Regions from separate parts of the Ovis aries genome. Here region 1 is linked to region 2. Evidence: chromatin contacts called from public Hi-C data. All regions are on one chromosome and are shown on one strand. Each heading gives the region's core, a stretch centred on a gene start, on an enhancer-like site or on the middle of the called end of the contact. The rest is flanking DNA. Distances are from core to core; before and after follow the strand shown.

Region 1 (5,623 bases), core at 2,874-5,373, 99 kb before region 2:
GGGGCGACTGAGCCCCGGAGTCTTCCTGTCCCCACCAGCACCACGGGGGAGACTTTGCAGGCATTCGCTCAGTGCCGGCTCCTCCAGGTACGGAAGGGGAACCGGCCGGCAGCGAAGCCAGGCCTCGCCAGAGGGCGCTGAAGGCACGCGGGCCGCTCCACCACGGCCGCCCGCACCGCCCACGCCTCTCCCAAGCAGCCGGGCCCAAGGCGCCCGGCCCGGAGCCAGCCAGACCGGAAGCCCCCCGCCACCGCCTGCTTTAACATCCCCGGCTACGGAGAGGAAACCCAGGTTCGCGGACCTAAGCAGCTTCCGCAGGTCACCCAGCTAGTGTCAGTGCCCGATCTCCAGCCCGGGACCGAGGCGGAGGGCGTCCCGGTGTGTGGCGGAGGCGCACGTGGTGTTCGTGGCCCCAGGTGCCCCCTTCCCGCACAGCCTCTCTCCGAGTTCGCAGGCGTATGCACGCGAGCGCCGACGTCCGGAGGGCATCTCGGGTTCCCCAAATCGGCCGGACGCTCGGGCGTGGGACAACTTTTCCCTTATAAGGCCCGGCCCCGCGGGGAGGAGCCCGGCTCCGGACGCCCCCCGTTCCTGCCACGAGGCCGGCGCGCGCGGGGCGGGACCCTCGGCGGCGCTGGGGCGCAGTAATGGCGGGCGCCTGGCCGCGGAGAGCCCGGTGCCGGAATGGGAAGGATTTGGGGAAAGGGAAGGCGGGGTTCGGGGTCCGAGACTAGGGGCGAGGTCTTGCTAGTCCTCTCCCAGGGAGGGGGTCGGGGATGGGCGGCCTACAGCCAACGCTCCAGCTTCTCCGAAACCCTTTTTCCAGTGCCCAAGCCTGCATGAAGCGGGGGTGGCGGCTGAGATGGGGATGCGCGGAGACCTGGCTTTCTCTCCACTACCCACGTTAGGATTCTGACTTCCTGCCGGGAAGTCGAGCGGACAGGGTGGGAGCCTTTGGAAACCCACCTCCTTCGGGTTGCACACAGCCGCCTGCGGCCGTGGCAGACACCCAGAGTCTGAGGTGCTGTCCAAGGCCGAGTGCCTTGGGTAGACGATGGCAGTGACTGGGCACTGCCCAGTGATTGGGGCTGAACTGTCTGGCTCCAGCCCCTGCCTCCAAAGGAATGGAATGGGGGTGGGGTGGGTCATTTGCCTTCTCCCAGGGAAAGTAAATCTTTAATTTACCCGCTGGACATGGGTCAGGGGCTGAGGGGGTGGGGCTCTGGCCCCTTCTCCTGTTCCACTGCTCTCTGCCCTTGCTGGTGGGCACATACTTGCCCTGCTCGATTGCCCCACTGCCTCTCTGTGCATGGTACGGATGTTGGGGGAGGGGCTTCAAGAAGAAGCTAGGGAAAGGGGATACAGGGGGCCCATCTTTTTCCACACCAAGATCTGGGCCCATGCCTCATTCCATCCTCATGCCAGCTGAAGGACCTAGATATTACGTTCACACACATTGCCCCCACCTCCCATTTTACAGATAGATTAGAAGTCACAGAGCTCCTAAGGGTCCCCAAGGCCTGCCTTGATGAGCTCTTCTGGCCTTGACTTATCCAGGTCTCTTGTTCTCCCATGATCCTCATTGGGGGTTTCTTTGGATCCTGGCTAATCCTTTTCCTAGCTGGGTGTCCCTGGACAGGTGACTTCACCTCTCCAAGCCACAGTATTCTCCTCCTGGCTCTTGGAGCTGCTGTGACCATTCTGTGAGACGGTGTGCTTAGCCGCCCAGCCTGCTCCCTGCTATGCCCTGGCGTATTATTAATCATTGCTGCTACTGTTATCATTGGGCTGGCCTCCAGGGGTGGATACTGCCCAGGCTGTTGCTTGGGAGAGGCAAATCCAGCCTCCCCACACCTGTGGCTGCACATGGGCAAGTCCTCACCAGTTACTGTTTAAACAGGTGGTGGCACTGGGGGGCTGGGAGGAACAACCTCAGCACCTGGCATGGATGGGCACATGCCACCAGAACCTCTGCATTGACCACGCAGAACAGGCCTAGCCCTGTTTCCCTGAGCCCTCCCTCTGGCCCCTCCCCCATCACCTCCTCTCAGTCAGCTGAGAGATATCCTGGACAGACCCTGCCTCTCCGGCCTGGCTTGTCTGTTCTCATAGTAGAGATGATGGGACCACTTACCAACTTCCGTAGGGCTCCCTCATCCAGCCCAGCTAAGGTTTCGTCCGCCATCTGGCTGGCCCTGAGCTCCGTCCGTCCCTTCCTGGTGAGTTCCCCAGTGCCTGTGGCACCTGACGCCAGCTCAGGAAATTCTGCAGGGGATAGACGTGAGTCAGGCCTTCAGAGGCCTCCAGAAACCACAGGCACTTGGGCTCTTGTGCCTCAGTTTCCCTCTCTAACCCATGATCATGCATTGCTGTCCCATCCTTCTTATCTGTGATGTCACTCCTAGCTGGGAGGTGCCTTCTTCCCTCAGGTAGTGTGTGCTGGAAAACCCAACAAACCAAGAGGAGAAGCTCCTAGTCCAGTCACCTGGACTGCTAGCTTGCTGTGTGGCCTCAGCTGGGCCCTTGCCATATCTAAGCATCAAACAGGGACGGCAGGGACCTGGATTGTGAAGCCAGAGCCCAACAAGGCCCACCCAAGCTGTGCTCACCACCAGGGGGTGCCCGCCACACTCCATGGCTTCCTGCCCCACCCACCCATCCCCAGGGCCTGCCCAGCCCCCAGTCATCCCAAAAGCTCAGCCTCTGGCTATGGACTAAGCCCAAGCCCAAGCCCAATCCTTGCTGCTCTCGCCACTCGCACTTCCACAGGTAACCTAAGCCATTGGAGGTAACATCCTGTCTTCCAATTCTTGAGGACAGCCCTCTGCACACACCCCTCTCCACCCCTCCCCTTCCCGCCCTCCCGCGATGCCAACTGCCCTGACTTCATGAAGCCAGGTGTCCGACACCCAGCTCCTCCTGCCAATTCCCACACTTAGAATTCAGTTCCCTATCTGGAAGAGCCTTCAGAAACTGATCCGCCCAGCTCCTGGACTTTGAAAAACAGGATTGGAAAGGGCCAGAGGATTGTCGTGGGGGAAGGAGGATCCCAAAGACCCAGAGGGCAGGGAAAGGATTTAATCTTGGCCACCTCTGGCTTCTGAAGTCCCCTTCCAAAGTGCCCTCAGGCGCTCAGGACACTCCCTCTTGCCCTATTACTGTCTCTCAAAATGGCCCCCTAAATCCTGGCCCAGCTTCCCAGTGTAACTCTTTTCTTCCTCTTGCAGCCCTAACCTTTCTGGAATTTCCAGGGCCCATGGCCTGACACTCCAGAGGTGCTCAGTTACTGTACGGAGACTGAAATGGCCTCAGGATTGCCCCTGCTCCCGCTGATTCATCCCGCAGTCATCCCTTCCCCCTCCCCAGAACAGTCACTTTTCGAGTCACCTCATCCGGTGAATGGGTCTGGGGGTGTCCTAGTCCACACACTTGGGGTTCGCGGGACTCTGCCTGTTCAAGTCGCTGCTTGCTTCCCCATCCCTGTAGTCTCAGACAGGTGGCAACCGCCCAAACTCCCTCTGCTGCGGTCCTTCATGAGCAGTCATCAGACTTAGGTTCTGTGGACACTCTGAGTTCCCCCATGTCTTCTGAGGGGCAGGGGTCCCTAATGCTGAATCTGGAACTCCCAGGGAAGTCTCTTTCTCCTTAGGAATTCCCGCCGCTGCTCCAGGCCAGTCCCGTGGCTCTCTGTCACACAGTGTGGGGTCCCAAAAGTTTGTGATGGGCCTCAGAGGAACGGAGGAGCTTCCTCGGGGTTTCTGCCCCCATAGACTTACACCCCTGGAGGTCGTGGAGCCTCCTGGAGATCCGTGAGCGTCTTTACCCCGGGTTTCAGAACTTTTACCGCATGGCTTAGCGCCCCCGTGGATGGGTGGGAGCTCCCAGATCTGAGGGTCCCAGAACCCTGGGAGTCCACATATCCGGGTGCCACCCTCGGACCCGTCGGGGGTCCTGCTGCCGCCCGGAGGCCCCGCACACCCACCTCTCCGTCTGGTCCGCCCGTCCCGCGCGGGCTCAGGCTAGGTCGTTCGGGATCCAACAGATGGATGACTAGGAGCGGCCAGGCGGAAGGCGCCGCGACCGGGATCCCAGGCCGCTCAGCAACCGTCCCCGGGATTCTGCTAGCACCGCCTGTCCAGCCGCGCCAGCAGCCCCTAGGACCCCGCCCCGAAACCCCGCGCCAGCCAATTCCGGGGAGGGTCCCGCCCACACTCCCGCCCTATTGGGGAAATTCAATTTTGACTGCCACGCCCCTAGTGGAGGCCCCGCCCTTCGCGGGCCTTGGAAGTAGAGGATTGCAGTCTTGGGGCCACTGCTCTTGCAACCTTGGCTGGTCGAGTGGGCGTCGCTAGAAGGACGCAACTTTGCGCCAAAGTCGGGGAGGGCGCGCGAAGCCGGGGTAAGTGGCCCGGGATCGTACTATTCGCGGAGCCTTCGGCACAGCCTCTCTCCGCCCTCCTCTTTGTTCGCGAGGCCCTGTCCCCTCCCTCAGCTCCGCCCCCTCCTAGCTTCAGTGCCCGGGCTTGGCCGCTGCCCCCAGGCTGCTTTCAGGACACCTGGTCCAGGCCACCTCAGAGCAGGGACTAAGTGACCGGCAACACATTGACCCTACGTGGGGGCACCTCAGGGACAGCCTCAGATGGAGTAGGTCAATCACACACCACTTCCCCAGCCCACACACCTTTGCACACACATTCACCTTATCTGTCACTTCTCCCTGCCAAGCTCCTCAGGGTCGGCCTCTTGCAGCGCTGGGATTTTAAACTGGGAACACCAAGTCCAGAATCTCATTCAGTAAATGGAGGAAATTGAGGCCCTGAGAGAGCCGACATGCCCAAGACAACATAAGGAATAAATAAGGGGACCCCAGAGCTCAGACCCCCCACCCCACCCCGGGAAATACCACTCAGTCCCTTCTGCTAGAGATCAGGGTCCCTTCCGCAGGTCTCCCTGGAGACCAAAGGGAGTTGGAGCCTGGTAGGTGGCGTCTGGAGTCCTGTCTGTCAAATAATAACAATAATAATATAAACTCATTTATTTTGTACTTGCCATGTACCAGGCATATAATTCCTATGATGAACCCAAGATTACCGTCTCATTTTACAGCTGAGGACAACAAGTGATAGGTAGTGGAACTGTGATTCATACCGGAACGTTTTGAGTATAGAACCTGTGCTGTTAACCATTGTGATATGGGGTTGTGGGGAAGTGGCTTCAGCCTGTTGCATCAGGAGACTCAGCCCCACTGTCTAGAGCCTCTGTGACCATCCGCCACCACACCTCACCCCCATCTAGACAGAGGGGCAGTATCCACTCTGAGACTCTGTTAAAGACGTCAACTTATTTCACCCCCACATTCTTGAGAGGTGGTCCCATTTTACACATGGGAAAACCCCAGCGCTGAGAGGGAAGAGACTCCTTAAGGTCACATGGGAGGAGGAGCAAACAGAGCCCAATTTGGGCGCTTTAATTCGAGCAAGCCGCATCTAGTCTCTCTCTAGTCAGACTAGATGTAATTTTTAAAAATAAACTTTATTTTATTGTTACTATTACTATTTTTTTGGTTACGTGGGTTATGGGATCTTAGTTCCCTTGCTACGAATTAAACCCGGGCACTCTGGCA
Region 2 (6,081 bases), core at 1,710-4,209:
GTTTGGACTTATCCCTGTAGCGCCGTAAACTGGCCTTCCTCCTTTTAGTGCACATGGTCTCCTGATTCCAAGACCTGCACTGTTCCTCTTTTGCCCATGTCAGCCTCATCACTGGAGGCGAAGGGCACCTTGGAAACTCTCGTTTAGCAGCCCTTTCCCTATTTAGGAGACTCTTCTATGGCGTTCGTGGTGTACTTGGACCCGGACCACTCTGAGGGACCACTTGCTGCTGTAGCTACGGCCACTGCGGGGGGGTTCTTTTTTCCCTTGGATTGGTGACCTGAGTCTGTGGGGTTTCCTTCCCGTCAGCCAGGACGCCTGGCCGCAGCTGCGCTGTATCTCACTGTCCAGTGACTGCCCCTCCTCCCAGGCCCTTTGAGCAGGTGCAAGGGGACACCAGGTGGCTCTCACTGCATGCCGTGTGGTCTCGCTCCTGGGGTGGGGGATCTTGGGTTGAATGAGGCTCAGACCTTTGATGTTTGAGAGCCTGGGAAAGAAAAGCAAACTTTCCCGTTTCCCTTTCCCCTGCTGGCATTGCTAGAAGGAGAAGACCTTTATGAACCTAGCTCCACAGTGATCCCGCCTTCCAGTCATACCCAGGTTGCTCCCCTCTGGTGGGTAACCGCCTAGTAATGGCAGCTCCTTCTTTTACAGAAAGGCGAGAGGACCTTCGAGGAGGGTTTATGCTTTGTTTTTTGGATGATGGAGCGGGAATGGATCCAAGTAAGTGATGGGCTGATTGCTTCTTTTGGGGAGGATGTAACTAAGCGTTTTTATAAAATGCTTATTGTGTTAATTTGTTTTTCTGTTGCCTCACTCTTGTGACTAGAAGGGCGAGGGCAGTCTCTTGCAACATCTCCGGCTTAATTCCACTCACGGATTTGCCAGGTCTTGTCCTAATGTGGGAGATAGGATCTGAATGGCAACCTTAAGTCCATCAGTCTACCTGTCTGTTGACATTGGCTTGCGTAACATCCTGGAGCTGGAACTGTGGTGGCCTCCCCGGCCGAGTTACCGCGTTGTGGTGATAGAACTAGGACCTCGTGATGGTGGTACTGACAGGCCAGGCGAGGTTTCCTCCATTTGCCTCCCAGTTGTGAACTTCCTGGCAGAGGTTTTCAGTAGACAGCCCCGCTTGGATTGATTTTTGAGAGCCTGGGAAAGAGAACACACTTTGCCCTTTCTCTCTCGCCTGCCGCTTCAGGTGATGCTGCCAGCGTGATCCAGTTCGGGAAGTCGGCCAAGCGAACACCTGAGTCCACCCAGATCGGGCAGTACGGGAACGGGTTAAAGTCGTAAGTATACCAGAAGCCCGCCACAGGACTCAACAAAATCAGGCGTTGCTCTCCTTGTCACTCCATCACCTTAATTCTGGAACAGGAGAGCAGTCAGGAAGGGGTGATGGTTGGGGACTTAGCAACTGATGGCCAGAAACATGAATTAAGCCAACTTTCAGTCTGCTTTACGCCACAGATGAAAGAGTGTGAATTTCCAGAACTGTCGAGGAAGGAGAATCTGTAGGCTTCTTTTAGCACTGTGTTCTGGAATGGTGCCTCCCCTCTGGTTGGAGATTCTCGTTTGTACCTGTGATTGAGGATGCTCATGGTTTTGTGTGCTGGGGATGCGTCTGAGATGGTGAGGGTCCCCCGATGCAGCGTTGTTTCCAGAGCACCTGTCATGCTTTGTGCCAGACACTGGGGATCCAGGGTGAGAGAGAGACCCAAAGCCTCCCCCACATGGAGGGCCTGGTTGCTGCTCACATGTCCTGCCAGGCCCTGTAGCAGGAACTTACCTAATGTCTTCAGATCCCTTGAGACTTCTTTCTCAGCCCCTTGGTTCCCACTTGTTTGGCGTGTGGAATGTGTTGTTCTGGTTTTGAGCGAAGCCCCAAGAGAAAGGTTTCTATTTCTGAAATGCTCACTTCCAGCTGTACATACCTTTGGATGGAATAAGATTTATTGGGATTAGAGTTTGTGCAGATGGAGTTCTGAGTCATGGTTCTGGTCTTGCTGTGGAAACGTATTGTGTTCGGCCGGGCAGCAGCATCGGTTGTGCATCTGTGCAGCAGGCTCGGGCTTGTGCGGAAGAGAGACGATGCCTCCCCCAACAACACAGACCTAATACCTGGACTTCCCACTTGTCTCTCAGTGTCAGGCACTTAGCACGTGCTGGACACTGCTGAAAACTTCACCTGGGTGATTTAGTTCAGTCCTTACCCACGCCCTGTGAGGTGTAAGTACCATGATTCTCAGCTTCAGATGTGAGAAGCAAGGTTTATCTGGATGAAGTGACTTGCCCAAAGGTGTGAAAATGCCCAGGTGTAGAGCTGAGGTGTGCACCACGTCTTTCTGATGGCAAGGCCGGAGCTGCTGTCTGCCTCGCTTCAGTCAGACGAACCAGAGTTCAGATGTGGCATCAGTCACTTACCCTTCTGAGGCTCAGTGTCCTCCTTTGTAACTTGGGATGTAACACATGTGAGTGGGTTAAGAACTACGTGCTGTCACTCAGGGCTGTGGGTTGCCCTAGCCTGGTTTCTCACTTCTGATTTTCTCTCTCCTTCTTTAATCTTTCCATGCTAAATTTTTGGCCTGATTTGGTGGACCTGGGGTAGGGTCTGGGAACCTTTTTTTTCCCCCGATGTGTTCCCTAGGTGATTCTGGTGTGGTCATCTAAGCTTCCAACCACTGATATGTCAGATGTAAGAAGCCCTGATTTCCCTTCTGATGGTAGGCAGCCTCCCCCTATGTGGTTCCTTCAGCTCTGTGGCTGCAGACAAGCCCTTTCACCTCTCTGAATGTCTGTTTCCTGCTGTAGAATATGGGTTTCTAATCTCTGACATTCTTCCTTGCTGAGCAAGTTTCAGGAGCAGATGAAATGTGAGTCTGAAAGTACTTAGAATACCAGGAAGGAAAACACACAGAAGTTGGGAGTGTTGTCATCAGCATATTTTAGTAGAATGTGTTTTGGGGAGGAGTCATTGAGATGGGGCCATCTAGTGTTCAGACTGAATTCATTTTGAGATGAATTTAGAAATTGAGAGTTTCAGGAGGAAGTGATTTGTGGTGAGAAGAGGGCTAAGAAGCAGAGAAGTCGGCAGAGAAGTGGCATTTTTGAGTGGTTGCTATTTATTTCCCCTCCAAGGTCAGGATCAAAGATAGAGGGAAGAGGCACAAAAGTGAGGTTTTGCCAAATTAGGGCATGGGCAGGCTTTGACAGAAGGCAAGCTGCTGCTGCTGCTGCTAAGTCACTTCAGTCGTGTCCGACTCTGTGTGACCCCATAGATGGCAGCCCACCAGGCTCCTCTGTCCCTGGGACTCTCCAGGCAAGAACACTGGAGCGGGCCGCATTTTGCCTCCAGTAGGCTTCAGGGAGGAGAAGGCAAAGGCACCCCACTCCAGTACTCTCGCCTGGAAAATCCAATGGACAGAGGAGCCTGGTAGGCTGTAGTCCGTGGGGTCACTAAGAATCGGACACGACTGAGCAACTTCACTTTCACTTTTCACTTTCATGCGTTGGAGAGGGAAATGGCAACCCACTCCAGTGTTCTTGCCTGGAGAGTCCCAAGGACAGAGGAACCTGGTAGGAGGGCGCCTATGAGGTCGCACAGAGTTGGACACGACTGGAGTGACTTAGCAGCAGGGAGGCAGGAGGAGGGATTGTCTGGGGGAGGGAGCATTGCCAGCGCCTCAGAAAACCGAGGAGAGACAGAACTTGGCAGCCCCCAGGGTGTCTCTGGATAGTGTCCTGGAGTTTTCCCGAATGTTTGGGGAAATGGGTCGTGGCATTCACTTGTGTGCTTGGCATGCCAGCCCAGCTTGTGTTTGTACACAGAGGAGAGTAATAAGGCTTCCCAACACCATCACCGCCCTGGGGTCTTAGAGGACTAATGGGGTAACAGAAGCTGCTCAGGAGATAGGAACTGCGTGGCCATTGTTCGGTGGGCACCCCTCCGCCAGTGTTTCACACTTTTACCCTGTTCCATATTGTTGGGAAAGGTGTGTCCTTGCCTCCTCCTCAGAAGGATTAACTCGGCCAAGTTGAGGAAGGAGCAGTTGATTCCGTTCAGACTTCTGCCTTTTGGAAGGCAGCCTCAAGGCATATTTCTCAGAAACCACTTGGGTCCTACAGCAGGGACCTGTGGCTTAATAAGTAGACATAACAATTCAAGACCCAGGTTGGCTGTGGTTATAGGCCATGAGCCAGTGGTAGGCCGCCTTGAAACTCTTTAGCAATGATGCTTTGCCTAGTTAGCCCTGTATTCAGCTGAGCCTCAAGGTCACCCTGGTTTTTGGAGGACTTGTGAGCACAGGCATTGTGGGCTGTTCCTTTCTTCTGACAGTGCTGTCCTTAGACGAGTGGATGGGGGAGTTAGTGTGAGCGGAGCAAGGACAGGATGAGAGCTGGATATGCTCAGCGTGGAAGTCGACGTGTTGAAGGTGTTACTGGAGTGAAGCCTGTGTGGCTGGGAGGTGCCCAGAGCACAGAAGCGATAGGCTGGTGCTGGTGCTTGGTGGTGAGAGAGGAGAGAGCCTAGTGGGGTGGGGCCTTGTGGAGAATGTGATAAGGAGAGCTGGGCCCGTGAAGGGCAGGAGGAGGGATGTCACAGGGGAGCTCAGCGGGGGGCCCTGGGCCCCAGGGACGCCTTCGGGGGAATCCTCCAAAGGCAATTCATCACATCCAGAGCAGGGATTTGCTCTTTTTTCAGTTGAGCTTTTGATTCCCTGGGAAAGTAATCCTTGTCTGCTTCCCTTTCAGGGGCTCAATGCGCATTGGGAAGGATTTCATCCTCTTCACCAAGAAGGAAGACACCATGACCTGCCTCTTCCTGTCACGCACCTTTCATGAGGAGGAAGGCATTGATGAGGTGGGTCCCCTCCTCATATTCCCAGGCACCATCCCATGTCTCCCGGTTCTGTCCAGGCTGTTCTCGCAGGTCACTTGTATGCTGGGCTTGTTGGGGTTTCAGGATTGCAGCCACACCCCTGGTTAGGGGATTAGTTGGATGAATTGGTTAAGGGGTTAAGGCAGGTGTCATCTCACAGCTTCAGAGAACAGTTGTTCCAAGAATGAGGCAGCACGTGGCAGGAGCCAAGAAGTGCATCTCTCTCTCTCCTAGATCTGCAGCTTGAGTTTGGTCCTGGGGTGTGGGGCGGTGGTGTCCCTCCAGTGAGCTGTTTCATCAAGGGGAGTGTTTGGGGCCTCCCCCACTACGGGTGGAGACCACAGCTGGTAGTAATAATAGGAGGAGCGCTGTCTTTCCGGTGTGATGGTGATTTTGTGGCATGTGCCCTGAGTGCATTTTCTGTTCACCGTCGGTATCAGAGAGGCAGTCTGATTACCCGCAGGGGCCTGGGTGAAGGAGGTGAACACATGGAATTCAGTAGAAGTTCTTTGGTAAGTGGCAGCTGACACTCAGCCCCAGCTGATTATTGTTATGCTAAAAGGAAGGCCTAATAACTCTAGGGTATTCTGATTTTGAAACCTTTTGGTAATTAAAAACATACGTTACCCAGCTGATTCTGGGCCTGGTGGCTCAGATATCTGCAGAGCTGTCTGGTGAGGTCCACACCCGCTCACTGGAGGATCATGGAAAGCCTTGGCCTGCCCAGCCTTAGGCTGGACTCTCACCTCCTTTGCTGTGAGAAATGGAGGCGAGAGGTTGAGAACGGGGGCTGAGAGGGTCTGCAGAGAACATGTCTGTCATGTAAGCAGGTGGATTCGGTCAGAGTTTCAGTGGCTCTCATCTATGTTGGCTGGCTGTGCTTAGACGGGCCCTGGCCTTGTTTAGATGTGAGGCTGAATTGCAGTAGATGAGCTCGTGTGTGTTTTCTTGGTGAGCCAGAGGGCGTGTTTGCCTTTTCAGTGAATCAGGTGCCGCAGCAGGAGAGCATTCTTGGGAAGGAGGGGCCGGAGGATGCAGCCCCTGCTGGGCTCTTCAGGTCTTTTCGTGAATGACTGTGGGTGGCAGGAGGAGGGGTGCACGTTAGTGGTCCTGGTCCTGAGAGTGGGTTCGGGGCTTGGCAGATGGTAGAAGCCTCTGGAGAACAGACAGGGCAAGTTGGACTTGACCCCCCAGCCTTG

Evidence for each region. Hi-C and Micro-C count contacts between places; a contact is called where the count stands out from the background.
Region 1: a Hi-C map of liver shows a contact between it and region 2, with 6 times the contacts expected there. The contact joins the promoter of SMTN here to the enhancer-like site in region 2. A contact is called at or near these places in 13 of 16 Hi-C or Micro-C datasets (blood, hypothalamus, liver and 6 more).

Annotation. Positions count from the first base shown.
Region 1 is chr17:69,858,831-69,864,453 of ARS-UI_Ramb_v3.0, reverse strand. SMTN (smoothelin) reads right to left here and starts at 4,123. Exons shown (of 18, transcript XM_027956804.2): 1 at 3,983-4,123; 2 at 2,135-2,265. The coding sequence starts at 2,185. It overlaps LOC105602949 (a long non-coding RNA gene), which reads left to right and starts at 4,256. Exons shown (of 4, transcript XR_006056751.2): 1 at 4,256-4,399.
Region 2 is chr17:69,757,984-69,764,064 of ARS-UI_Ramb_v3.0, reverse strand. It overlaps MORC2 (MORC family CW-type zinc finger 2), which reads left to right. Exons shown (of 25, transcript XM_060401318.1): 4 at 655-723; 5 at 1,205-1,295; 6 at 4,756-4,864. The coding sequence starts at 684. Among named protein-coding and RNA genes, the nearest start is that of MORC2, 21 kb to the left of the region's middle. Within about 2 kb of position 2,959, at least 22 of the 54 cell types and tissues checked have an H3K27ac peak or open chromatin away from gene starts, as enhancers often do.